2 separate regions of the Sus scrofa genome follow, and region 1 is linked to region 2. The links are chromatin contacts, called in public HiChIP or PLAC-seq maps. All regions are on one chromosome and are shown on one strand. Each heading gives the region's core, a stretch centred on a gene start, on an enhancer-like site or on the middle of the called end of the contact. The rest is flanking DNA. Distances are from core to core; before and after follow the strand shown.

Region 1 (2,836 bases), core at 36-2,535, 920 kb after region 2:
ACAGCTTCAGTAGTAGAAGAAACGAGCTGAAGAATGGGGACGAGGTTGAGAGAGGAAAATTAAGACCGTTTCAGGTCTTAACTGTGCAGGAGAGCTGAGAGGTAAAAAAGAGTACAAAGGGGATGGTTTCAGGTCGTGACTGTGCAGGGGAGCTGAGAGGTAAATAAGAGTGTACAAGGGGATGCAATATCGATAAGGTTATTTCCTTTCTTTCCTTGTTTTTAGGCTGGGAAACCCATAAAAGGAAGAAGTTAAAAATGCCAATTGGGAGAAAAATGGAGGATAGCTTCAGACTAATACCTAAATGTGACCAGGTCAAAAAAGAAAAATTTCCTTAAGCTGGAGGGGACTTCTGGTACAATGGTAAAGGAACACAGACATGTCCCAGTCGGAAAGCCAAGAGTTCTGCAAGTTGGCCTTTCTGTAATGTTCCGTTTGTGGAGAGTGGGCGTTATGAATTAAAAGTAAAAAATCTGAACCACATTCTGAGGATCAAGGGAGGGAGTATTGCCTATGAACAATAAAAGATCTGCTTTAGCTGGCAACCATCACTGGATCAGATTTTTATGGGTTTCAAGACCGAGCAAAGGGTAAAGCCTTAGAAAAAGCAGAAGTTTTAAACGGTGGAGGCAAGTCCAGAAAAAAAGTAAAAGTGTTAGGTTTTGCAGAAGGCAGAGGAGTCCAAGCACTGGCAGGTCTCAACGAAGTCTTCGTAGATTCGGGGGAAATGAGAAGTTATAAAGTAGCCTAAGACAAACAGGTCAAACAAAATGCCCACATCAACCTCCCGCGCCTCATCTCCCCGCCGCAGGCATGACGAGGGTGGTGATAAAACTCCGTCTCCCGACGTGGAACCACACTACACCCCATCCTGCAAACCCTTAAAACTCCAGGTCCAGGCCCCATTTTCCTCCACTGACAACAGCTGGGCAGCGCGCGTTTCCGCTGGACTCCGGCCAGGGCGTCCCAAGCTGCACCTTACACCTGTGGAAAAGGAACCAAGTCCAGGAGGCCGCCGGCAGTGGAGGAGGGGCCGCTGAGGCGGGAGGTCCGCGCGCGGTGCCTGCTTCCGCCCCACCCACTGCGCGCGCACTGAGCCCCGCCGCGGGAGCTGCGGCGCCCGCCCTGACGCCTGCGCACTACTGCTCTCCCCCGCTGCCTCGGGCTCTACTTTCCCTTCCCCCCCAAGTCGGTCGCACCCTTGCGCCTGCGCTGTGTGGGTTCCCGGGCTGCGGCAGCCATGCTGAACCCGTACGGAGAGGCGAGTGGGGGGGACAGGGTCGACGACAGCGAGCTAGGAAGCCGGGGATATGGAGAATCGGCGGTATTAGAGTACTCTAGGTCTGTGAGGAAAGGTCTGGGCCTTGAGGCTCCTTTGGCCCCTTGGCGCGACCCTCAGGAACCTTCGGAAAACTGGCCCCCGTGGCGGGGGGAGGGGGGGCGGCTGGCACATGACCTGGGTCAGCCAATCTGGGTGCAGCTGACGTGGCCGCGCGGTCCCGATGCTCTCCCCACCCCCCAGCTCGGTCGGGAAGGGAGGGGCTGGGGGCAACGCCCCCTCCCCCAACACAACCTCGGTTTCCGGGGGGGTGACACCCCGGATTACATCCTCCCCCCGCACCAAGCCGAGGGGAACACTGGAGCCCCCCTGGAAGGTTCCAGGATCGAGGTGAGAAGGGGCCCTTGCGGGGCGGGGATGTTGCCAGTCATTTAAGTGCCTAACCAATGATGGGGAGTCCGGGAGGATGATTTTCTTGGGGTTCAGAGAAGAATCCTAAGGATGGGAAGATTTGTCCTTCAAACAGTTTACAGCCAATGGGAGCATGGAGGGGGGCGAGCAGGAGAGGGCCCTCGTTGGGGGAGGGGAATGGCCAACCTCTGTCTCCATACCAATTGGAGGGCAAAGGGGCGTGGGGGTGGTGTGTTCCCCCTCCCCCCATTCCATTCGTCCCTTGGGGGTGCAGGAGCCTGGAGCCAGGTGAGAAGGGATCCTTTTGGTGGCCGGAGGGAGGGGTGACCTAGTGGGCTGAGGAGTGGGAGTGGTGACTAGCTCCTACCCGTAGATGTAAATACTTAGAGTTGACAACCCAGGTTGTGAACTGAGATTGTTCCCAGGCGCCCACTCCCTTTCTCCCCATAGACTGGAAGGAGCATTTCTGTGCTTCCTTTGTGTCAGCGGTAGGGAGATGGCAGTCATCACATGGCATGGTGGAGGTTACGCTTCGAGTCCTTTATCGAATTTGTGTGCATTCACGTGGACCTGGCCTCCGGAGCCTTCGTTGCCCTGGTGGGGTCTTAGTTGAGCATGGGTCTACCCCAAACTGGGGAGGGCTTGCTGGCTGAAAACTCGGGGGTCCCCTGGGGAGCAGAAACCAGGACCAACGTGGGTCTTGAGAAGGGTTGGAAATCGTGGCTTGGGACAGGAGAGAGCGAGTCTCAGGACCTGGAATGATTTCACAGCTCCAAAGGTTTCGGGTTTCTCCAGGGTGGCGTCTTTTGCCTCTTTCACCCCCTCCCCCATTCCTGAACAGATCTCTCCTTGTGTACTGCGGGGGAGGGAACGGAAAGGAGGGAAGAGTTACTTTTCCAAATTACTGAGTAGCAGTGGCCTCCCCTGTGACTCATGTGGGGGAAGGGAGGATTGGAAGGGAGCGGAGAGCAGTGATTTTCCGGAATGCAGGGAAATAAGCCAGAGTAATGTCTGGCTGCCCTTTCCCTTTCTAAGGCTCCGTATTCTCTCGACCTCCTAAATTTTTCTTCCCTGATCGGTCCCCTGATGGGCCTCAGGGCAGATTTGCAAGGCCCCGGGTGGAGAAAAGCAGATTGAGGAGGCTGG
Region 2 (2,723 bases), core at 49-2,548:
GGGAGAAAGTGGGGTTCGGGGCAGAACGGAGTTGGGGGGTTCATAGGAAGAGATCGGCTCCCAGTGTGTGGACACTCGGGGAAGCGGCTTGGCTTTGGATGGGTGGAGGGAAGGTGCAGCCGGCGAAAGGCACCATGGCCGGGCGGAGGACCGTGGGAGAGGATCCAGAAGGGTTGAGAGGACGACCTGGGGTGACTGCAGAAATGAGGGTGACTAGGTACATTTCAGAGGAAGAGAGGAGGCTGGGGAGGAGAAGAGTTGGAGTTTGAGGGGTCAGAGGTGCTAAGCTAGAGTGGGGAGTTCGGTATAGAGGTGTGTGAAGAAGGGTCCTGGGACTGAGCAGGGCGGGAGGCTCTGATGCTTCCAGTGTCAGCTGAGCTGGGGCAGAGGGTGAGCTCGGCCCCTTGGAGGCTGGGCCAGGGCTGGAGAGGAATGGTAGGAGCTCTGGGCAGGGGTGTGGAGGCCCGCAGGCCGACGGTGGGCTGGAGAGTTTAGGGGAGAAGATCTTAGTCTGGGAGCCAGAAGGGAGCTCTGGAGATGGCAGGGTGTTCCAGGGGAGAGTGGGGGGGGGTCAGTGAGAGTTGGGGGGGTGAGCCACCTAGGGTTCCCCCTTTTGAAGGTTTCGGGGACTGGGGCTGAAAGGAGGCTTGAGAGGGATCAGTTATCTCTGGGCTCCCGCGAGAAAGGAAAGGAAGGGAGAGCTGAAGGATCCTGGGGAGGGTCCTGGAGTTGGGGGGCTCCCAGCAGGCTCAGAGCTTGTGAACGGGCATTCTGCTGGGTCTGTGTGGGGTCCCGGGTTGGGGGCACTCACTTGGCCTGGGCCTCGTCCAGGCTCTGGTCGGTGATGGTCATTATCTGCTGCAGAATGTCCCCGATGTCTTGCTTCCCTCGGCCTCCCGGGACCCCCCCGCTACCCCCACCGGGGTCTCCGCCACCGGGAGGTTCGCCAGGGCCCCCAGGCTCCCCACCCACCAATCCCAGGCCCCCCCGGCCCCCGCCTGGAGGGGGCGGCCCCAGCAGCCGCTCGTCCATAGTTGGGGGGGGCCCTGAGGCCCCCTCCCTGCTCCGCCCCTCCCCCCGCCTGGTTCCTTCCCCCCCAAACTCGCCGGGGCCGCTGCTCCCTCCACCCCAACCCCCGCCCGTCTCCCCCTCTCCCGGCTCTCCCGGGGGTCCGCCCCGGCCCTGGAGGGAGACCTGGGGTACCGTCTGGGCCCCCCACAGGAGACCCCGGCCCCCGGCGGCGGAGAAAATGGAGCCGGAGAGAGAGAGGAGGCCCAAGCGGGGGTGTGTGAGTGAGAGAGAGAGAGAGAGAGAGAGAGAGAGAGAGAGAGAGGGAGGGGAGAGAGAGAGGAGAGAGGAGAGGGAGAGAGAGGGAGGGAGGAGGGAGGAGGGAGGAGGGGGGAGGAGGGAGGAGGAGGCTGGGGGAGGGGAGCTGGGGAGGAAGAGGAGGGGAGAAGAGAGGAGGAACAGGGAGGAGCTGGGGGCGGAGAGAGACACAGAAACAGAGGAACTGAGACCAAGTGGAGGAGGGGACGAGGGGAGGAGACTGGCCCTTGGGGAAAAGAAGGGAAGGCCCCAGGGATGGACCTCTGTGGCTTGGGAGGGCGCCGTGTTGGGGGCTGGGGGCACCTGCCGCCGGGGTTCTGAATCCGGGTTCTAGCTGATGTGGACTCCGGCCGCGGGAATGCCTGGGTTCACAGACAGCTTAGTTCATATTTCTTCTCCTAATGACTCCCCTCCCTGTTCTACTTAATTAAAACCAGGAGAGGGGGGCTGGGGGGGATAATTAGGAAGGTCTCTAGCCGCTGCTTAATGAGCCAGTAATTAACCAGCCAGGGAGGGGAGCTGGCCTCTGGCCAGACTGGAGAGAGTGGCGGCCTCTGGCCTCACCTTCCTACCCTCCACCCTGCCACCCAGACACCAGTCTTCAGTCCAGAGGGGAATTATATTTATTCACATAACCAAACATCAGACAGTTCAGAACAGCAGTGGGGAGGGAGGGTGGGCAGGGCTCAATGTCCATCCACAGGCTGTAGGCCCCTCAGTTCTGGGGCTGGGGGGGCGATGTGCCAGGGTGGGGGGGTGGGGGGGTGGGAGAAGAGTCAATGTCTCTGCTGTGCCCTCTCCTCCCTTCTTGTTGGGAAGAAGGGTGGAACTGTCTCTCAGGTCAGAACCTCCGGAGATTTGCCTCCTTGGGAGGTGGAGGCCTGAGCCCTCAGCTCCCACCTGGTGGCCAGACTATGGGGGGAGGGTGTCCCCACAGCTCAGGACCAAGACTCCAGGCCCTCCCTGAGATCAGAGGAAAGGGTGAGGTGTCCCTCTGTACCTAGGATCCTCTCCCGGCCTCAAGCTCCCACCTACTTGGTCACAGGGGGAGTTAAATATCCATCCTACCTTGACAATTCCCAGGGTTTGAGGACTTTCACCCCCTCTAGTTCCCAGGAAAGGTGGATGAGGGCAGTGAATATTGAGAATTCTGCTGGTTCTTCCAGTCTCTGGTGCCCCTGCGGGGCAGGGCTCAAGGCCTGCAGTGGGCCGCCCAGCTTTGAACCCCGGGAGTGCAGAAGGGCTGGTGGGAGCTCAAGTCTTAGCAGGTGTGTGTGGGGGGCTGGGACCTTTGCTCCTCCATTCGACCTCCACCCTGAACTCTCAGCAGCAACTCCAGGAGCTCCTGCCCCCCTGGGGGTAGGGGAGGCTCTGACCGCTGGGCTTCCATCCGCTGG

What was found. HiChIP or PLAC-seq counts read pairs in DNA pulled down with a chosen protein or histone mark.
Region 1: a contact with region 2 is called in an H3K27ac HiChIP or PLAC-seq map of alveolar macrophages. The contact joins the promoter of BRD2 here to the promoter of PBX2 in region 2. A contact is called at or near these places in 1 of 5 promoter capture datasets (liver), 1 of 47 Hi-C or Micro-C datasets (embryonic fibroblasts) and 1 of 2 datasets of contacts at active chromatin or transcription factors (alveolar macrophages).

The regions. Positions count from the first base shown.
Region 1 is chr7:25,149,373-25,152,208 of Sscrofa11.1, forward strand. It overlaps BRD2 (bromodomain containing 2), which reads left to right and starts at 1,286. Exons shown (of 13, transcript NM_001123085.1): 1 at 1,286-1,669.
Region 2 is chr7:24,225,642-24,228,364 of Sscrofa11.1, forward strand. PBX2 (PBX homeobox 2) reads right to left here and starts at 1,299. Exons shown (of 10, transcript NM_001123157.1): 1 at 812-1,299. The coding sequence starts at 1,032. It overlaps GPSM3 (G protein signaling modulator 3), which reads right to left. Exons shown (of 4, transcript NM_001123119.1): 4 at 1,932-2,723. The coding sequence ends at 2,588.